Regions from separate parts of the Xenopus laevis genome. Here region 1 is linked to region 2. Evidence: chromatin contacts called from public Hi-C data. All regions are on one chromosome and are shown on one strand. Each heading gives the region's core, a stretch centred on a gene start, on an enhancer-like site or on the middle of the called end of the contact. The rest is flanking DNA. Distances are from core to core; before and after follow the strand shown. Region 1 overlaps prkca.L (protein kinase C, alpha L homeolog). Region 2 holds the start of prkca.L (protein kinase C, alpha L homeolog).

Region 1 (2,700 bases), core at 70-2,569, 100 kb before region 2:
CCAACATGACATTGTCCAACTTCAAGTCTCTGTACGGAATAACACAGGGTCAGAACCAGGGAAAAGTGGTGCTGTTCTAAAAAGCATACAGTCTAATTAGGACAGATTTTATGCTGAAGTGTGTGGCCCTTATATAGTAGTCACCCACCTGTAGCAGATCCCCTTCCTGTGCAGAAAAAACAGGCCAACAGATATCTCTGCTGCGTAGAACCTGCAGGGAGTGAGAGAGAAGGTTACTGATCCGTAACTGGGATACAATTAACCCATTAGTGAATGGTAAGAGAACTGGGCTTTGGTTCATCATTTGTTGCTGAAGGAGGAAGAGGTGGATGGGGACAGCAGAAAGTCTAATTTAACAAGGGCTCCAGGCTAAGACTGCAAAGAGTTGTAGTTCACAAATACCTACTAAGCCATGGGTTCACAGCCTTACCAGCTTTTTGCCCCACACTGTGCTCAGAACCTAAATCAACTGAATATTTAAGAACCCACTGAACCCCCACATTATATGGCAGAAGGTGTATAACACCCTGACCCCTTGGGGTGCCAGATCTCCATAGCAACGTGATGATTTGCGTTGTTTCTCTACACTCTGAGCCCCATCCTACCTTCACTCACAGGTCAGCTCTCAGCCGTACAGGAGCCACAGCAAAGGCCCCTCAATCAGTGTCCTGGGCGCGTGCCCGCTGAAAGCTAATGTTGCGCTCTGAACAGTAACATTGTGACACAAGTAATTACCATCAGACTCAACTACTAGCGTCCTGGTGCGTAATCAGCCCCTGGCCGCTTCTAGGAAACATCTGACTCGTTTTAGTAACAGGTTAGGGCAGAGCATGCGGGGAAACTGGATATTAATTCTACTGCGAGGCAAAGGGGGGTGTCCTTTAAGTAATGTCAGATACTAGAAATAGTAATTATTAATGGGTAATTATTGTGTGTGATACTAGGGACCCACAAGCACCGAATTTCCAAGCTAGGGGTATCAGGGTTCTCCCTAATGATAAAAGTGCCTATAATTTCTGTGTATAAAAATCTTTTGACCCTGTATCTGCATATTGCTGCATATCCTTTGCCCCGACACTGATTGGTATATACCCTGCTATATGGCATTAATCATGGCAGGCAATTCGGTGCCGTGCACATATTCCCCTGGTGTGGCTCTTCTCAGTGGTATAACTACTCGCCGGTGGGCCCTGGTACAGGATGGGCACCTGGGCCCCCCTATTGTGCCTTCCCCCTATGAATTGCGCGCTAAAGTACTGCCGACATGCGTGCTGTAAAATCTCCCCCTGCCCAGCTGTCCGCGATAACCATTATGGCAGCTCTGGCGGGCCCCAAGAGGGTACGGGTCCAGGTTCGATGGCACCCCCCTCATCCCTGGTAGTTACGCCACTGGCTCTTCTAAGTGCACTCCCATCATGCCCTTGCCAGGGACATTTCCAAGTATCTGCATGCTAGTCCTGCAATTTGGACTAATTACCTTTAATTACAGTTAATTGGCATCTAATAATGTGCTGGAAACTTGACCTTTCCCCACCTCTATGAGAATCCTTTCTCAATTCCTTTCCAGCCTTTCTACCTAACCCCCTCCTCCACACCCTGTGGGCAACCTCTGAGCTCGGAGCTAAAACTATAATATAAAATAATAAGAAAAAATTGTATGAGGGTTTATTTTATACATATTAATTACATGTAAGTGACTCTGTGATACCTGCCAGTATCTGAAAATATATATCTTTATCTCTCCTGCATACTGGTACTTACAGGGTGGATTCGAAGGGAAAGCTGCAAAGGGGTTCGACATGCCCAATAATACCCCCAGCCTGGCTCTGCAACTTACACATTGCTGAGCACCCCTGTGCCCGAGCCTGCCTGCCCTGTTACTTACTTGCAATGGACTGAAGCACAAAACTGACTATATTATCTCATGAGCAAGGCACAGGTGGCTGGAAATACCCTGGGAGGGTAAGTGTTCCTGGGAAATTACCCCAATCTAAGCACATGTCTTATCTTATAAGACAACTTACACTGCTTGGGGTTCCTTGAATTTGCCCACTTGCTGGATGTGATACATCAGATCCCCTCCACTGACATACTCCATGACAAAGTACAGGCGATCCTAATGAAGAAGAAAAATCATTTCAGAGAAGTCCACAAAGGAGGGACTAAACCATTGTCAATTATACCACAAGCCAACCAATCAGAAGTCAGTTTTCAGTATTGTTACGGCAGGTGAGTGGACAGAACTGTTTGTTGGTTATCAATCTGGGGTTGGGGATAATTGTTCTGACTGGGCTGGGGTCATAGTACCCATAACTGTGCCACTTTATAAGCCCAAAGCAGGGCACCTGTGCCATATATCTGGTTACTGGCAGCACAGCATGATTATGCCCTTGAAGACACCCTGACAATGTGGACAGAGGTGGGAAACATGGCTTCCACTAGCCATATGGCTAATCCATGAGGACCCTATAAGACTTACCACTGTCTGGAAGCAGGAGTGGAGTTGTGTGAGGAAGGGGGGTTTTTCCTGCAGCGCCAGAACTCGTTTCTCCACCATTGTGCATTCCACATCATCATCCTGGATCACCACGTCCTTCTTCAGGATCTTAATAGCATACAGTTCATCTGACCCCTTCCTTTCTGCCAACATAACCTGGAAATGATTTTCACTTTCACTGAAACGTGGGATACAGACCCTCA
Region 2 (2,702 bases), core at 189-2,688:
GCACTCAATCCAAGAGGTGCATGATCAAACCTGTAGTAGTATATGAATAGAAGATCAGCACCTCTGACAGTGCTGATCTTATATATATATATATATATATATATATATATATATATATATATATATATATATATATATATATATATATATATATATATATATATAGATAGATATAAATAGATATACTATTTTATATATATATATATTTATAACTATTTTATAGTTTCTGAAGTAAACACCCATTTTATCAGTACATTATATTTTCATTACTTTAAAAGACTTTCATTTTTTGGTGTTACTGTTCCTTTAAGCTGGGGCCATTATAGTGGCAGTGGTGTTGGCAGGAATATGTGGTTGCAGCTGCCATTGGTGTAATGGTAAGTAAAGAGACAGTAGCAACAGATAGGGCAAAAGAGAAATAGGAAACATTCAGGGCAGGTAACAGGCAGTATAAATAGGTAGGGTGGGCAGCTGGAGTACTTACCACATTGGGTGCAGAAGGTGGGCTGCTTGTGGGTATAAAGGGCAGTAGAGGTACATTGGGGCCAGTTGTGGTATGTACCATACAAAGTTGGTGTAGTGCAGGGGTCCCCAACCTTTTTTACCCGTGAGCCACATTCAAATGTAAAAAGAGTTGGGGAGCAACACAATAAGGGCTGTGCTTGGCTATTTGGTAGCCCCTATGTGGAACTGCAGCCTACAAGAGGCTCTACTTGGCACTATACTTAGTTTTTATGCAATTAAAAATTGCTTCCAAGCCTGGAATTCAAAAATCAGCACCTGCTTTGAGGACACTGAGAGCAACATCCAAGGGGTTGGAGAGCAACATGTTGCTCACGAGCTACTGGTTGGGGATCACTGGGTAGTGGCTGCAGAAGCTGAGCAGCTTGTGAATACAGGGGGACTAGGGTTATATGAGGGGACACTAGGGGTATAAGAGGCGGCAGTTGGGGTACTTACCATATAAAGTGCAGTGGCTGCAGAATGTTTGCTACTTAAGGGTACAGGGGCAATAGGGACACAAAGGGACAGTAGAGTTATGTGAGGGGCAGTTGTGCTACTTACTATATCAAGTATGTGTAGAATGTTGGCTGATTGTGGGTGTAGAGTTGGGTTCAGGGGTAATATAGGTATATAGTAGGGGGCAGTTGGTGTGCACAGTGAGCAGCAGGAGTATATCAGGGGCCAGTAAGGTACATTTGATACATACCATATAAAGTCGGTGCAGTGGCTGCAGAACGTTGGCTGCTTGAAGAAGCGAGCGATGAATTTGTGATTCTTCACCTCGTGCACGTTCTTCTGTCTAAGGGCCCCCTTGCGGGCAAAGCGCTGGACCACGTCCTGTAAGGGGGATGAGGACGAGGTGCTGTCGTTGTGCTGGAAGACATCAGCCATGGTGCTGGGTTCTCCGGTACCGGGAAAAGTCCGAATCCAAACGGGCAACCACTGCCCCACTGACAGCTCCGGGCTGGGGAGCCGCCTCCATGCCCTGCTCCCCGCCCCGTGACGTTTTTAACCCCACCTCTACCGTGCCCGGGAACGCCCCCTACTTGGGAAACACTTTCTAGAGCCCACCCATTCCCTAGTTTTGGCACCGGCCTGTCTGTAACTCACTGTCCGCAACGCAGGGACCTCCTCCCAAGCAACCCGCTTAGTGACGTTACCACGTTGCGCCTAAAGTCCCCTAAGTCTTTGCTACTCCATTTGCCCCTCCCCTTGGCATGGTGTCTATACCTCCCGCCCATTTGAGCTTCTGACCCCGCCCAATAAGCGTTAGGCTTATCTCTTTGCGTTGTGCCATAGCATGAGAACGAAGTGTCAGCGGCACCTGGCGGTTCTGTGTGGTACTGCGACTTCTCTCATCCTTCATCAACCTGCATTGAATATGTATTGGATAATTTACCCTCCCTCTGCTGTAAATTATAAGCATACTAGGAGTCAAGTCACTGAGGGGTTCTGTGACAATTTAAAAACACAAGGCTGCAGTCAAGCAGGGGACTCTAAGTATCACTCGTATTATAAGGGATAATGTACCCCCTACTGTAAATTATAAGGATATTAGAATTCACTGAGGGGTTCTTTGACCATATAAAGGCACAAGGCTGCAGGCTGAGTTATACAGGGAACTCTTAGTATCACTCATGTATTATAAGGGATGATGTACCCCCTACTGTAAATTATAAGGATATTAGAAGTCACTGGGGGTTCTGTGACCATATAAAGGCACAAGGCTGCAGACTGAGTTATACAGGGAACTCTGAGTATCACTCATGTATTATAAGGGATAATGTACCCCCTACTGTAAATTATAAGCATATTAGAAGTGACTGAAGGGTTCTGTGACCATATAAGGGTACAAGGCTGCAGGGATGATCGTGGCCCCTCTGCCACCTGTGGTGGCTTGCTGGTCACCCTGAATGCCATTTCGAAAGTGTAGTAGAAGACTACTAGAACAGCCAAATTTTAGGTATAATAACCATAATTTTGGCACCTTTGTTAAGGTGCAGGGCATTGCAATCAGAGGCAAGAGTCTAACCTTGTCTCATTGTAGAAGCACCACTATGTAAATTATAAGGATATTAGAAGTCACTGGGGGGTTCTGTGACCATATAAAGGCACAAGGCTGAGTTATACAGGGAAATCTGAGTATCACTCATGTATTATAAGGGATAATGTACCCCCTACTGTAAATTATAAGGATA

Evidence for each region. Hi-C and Micro-C count contacts between places; a contact is called where the count stands out from the background.
Region 1: a Hi-C map of the XL177 cell line shows a contact between it and region 2, with 4 times the contacts expected there. The contact joins the enhancer-like site here to the promoter of prkca.L in region 2. A contact is called at or near these places in 2 of 4 Hi-C or Micro-C datasets (the XL177 cell line and the XTC cell line).

The regions. Positions count from the first base shown.
Region 1 is chr9_10L:53,998,435-54,001,134 of Xenopus_laevis_v10.1, reverse strand. It overlaps prkca.L (protein kinase C, alpha L homeolog), which reads right to left. Exons shown (of 17, transcript NM_001093673.1): 10 at 2,480-2,653; 11 at 2,025-2,116; 12 at 149-211; 13 at 1-29. Among protein-coding and RNA genes, the nearest start is that of cacng5.L, 24 kb to the left of the region's middle. Within about 2 kb of position 1,319, at least 1 of the 7 cell types and tissues checked has an H3K27ac peak or open chromatin away from gene starts, as enhancers often do.
Region 2 is chr9_10L:53,898,927-53,901,628 of Xenopus_laevis_v10.1, reverse strand. prkca.L (protein kinase C, alpha L homeolog) reads right to left here and starts at 1,438. Exons shown (of 17, transcript NM_001093673.1): 1 at 1,211-1,438. The coding sequence starts at 1,395.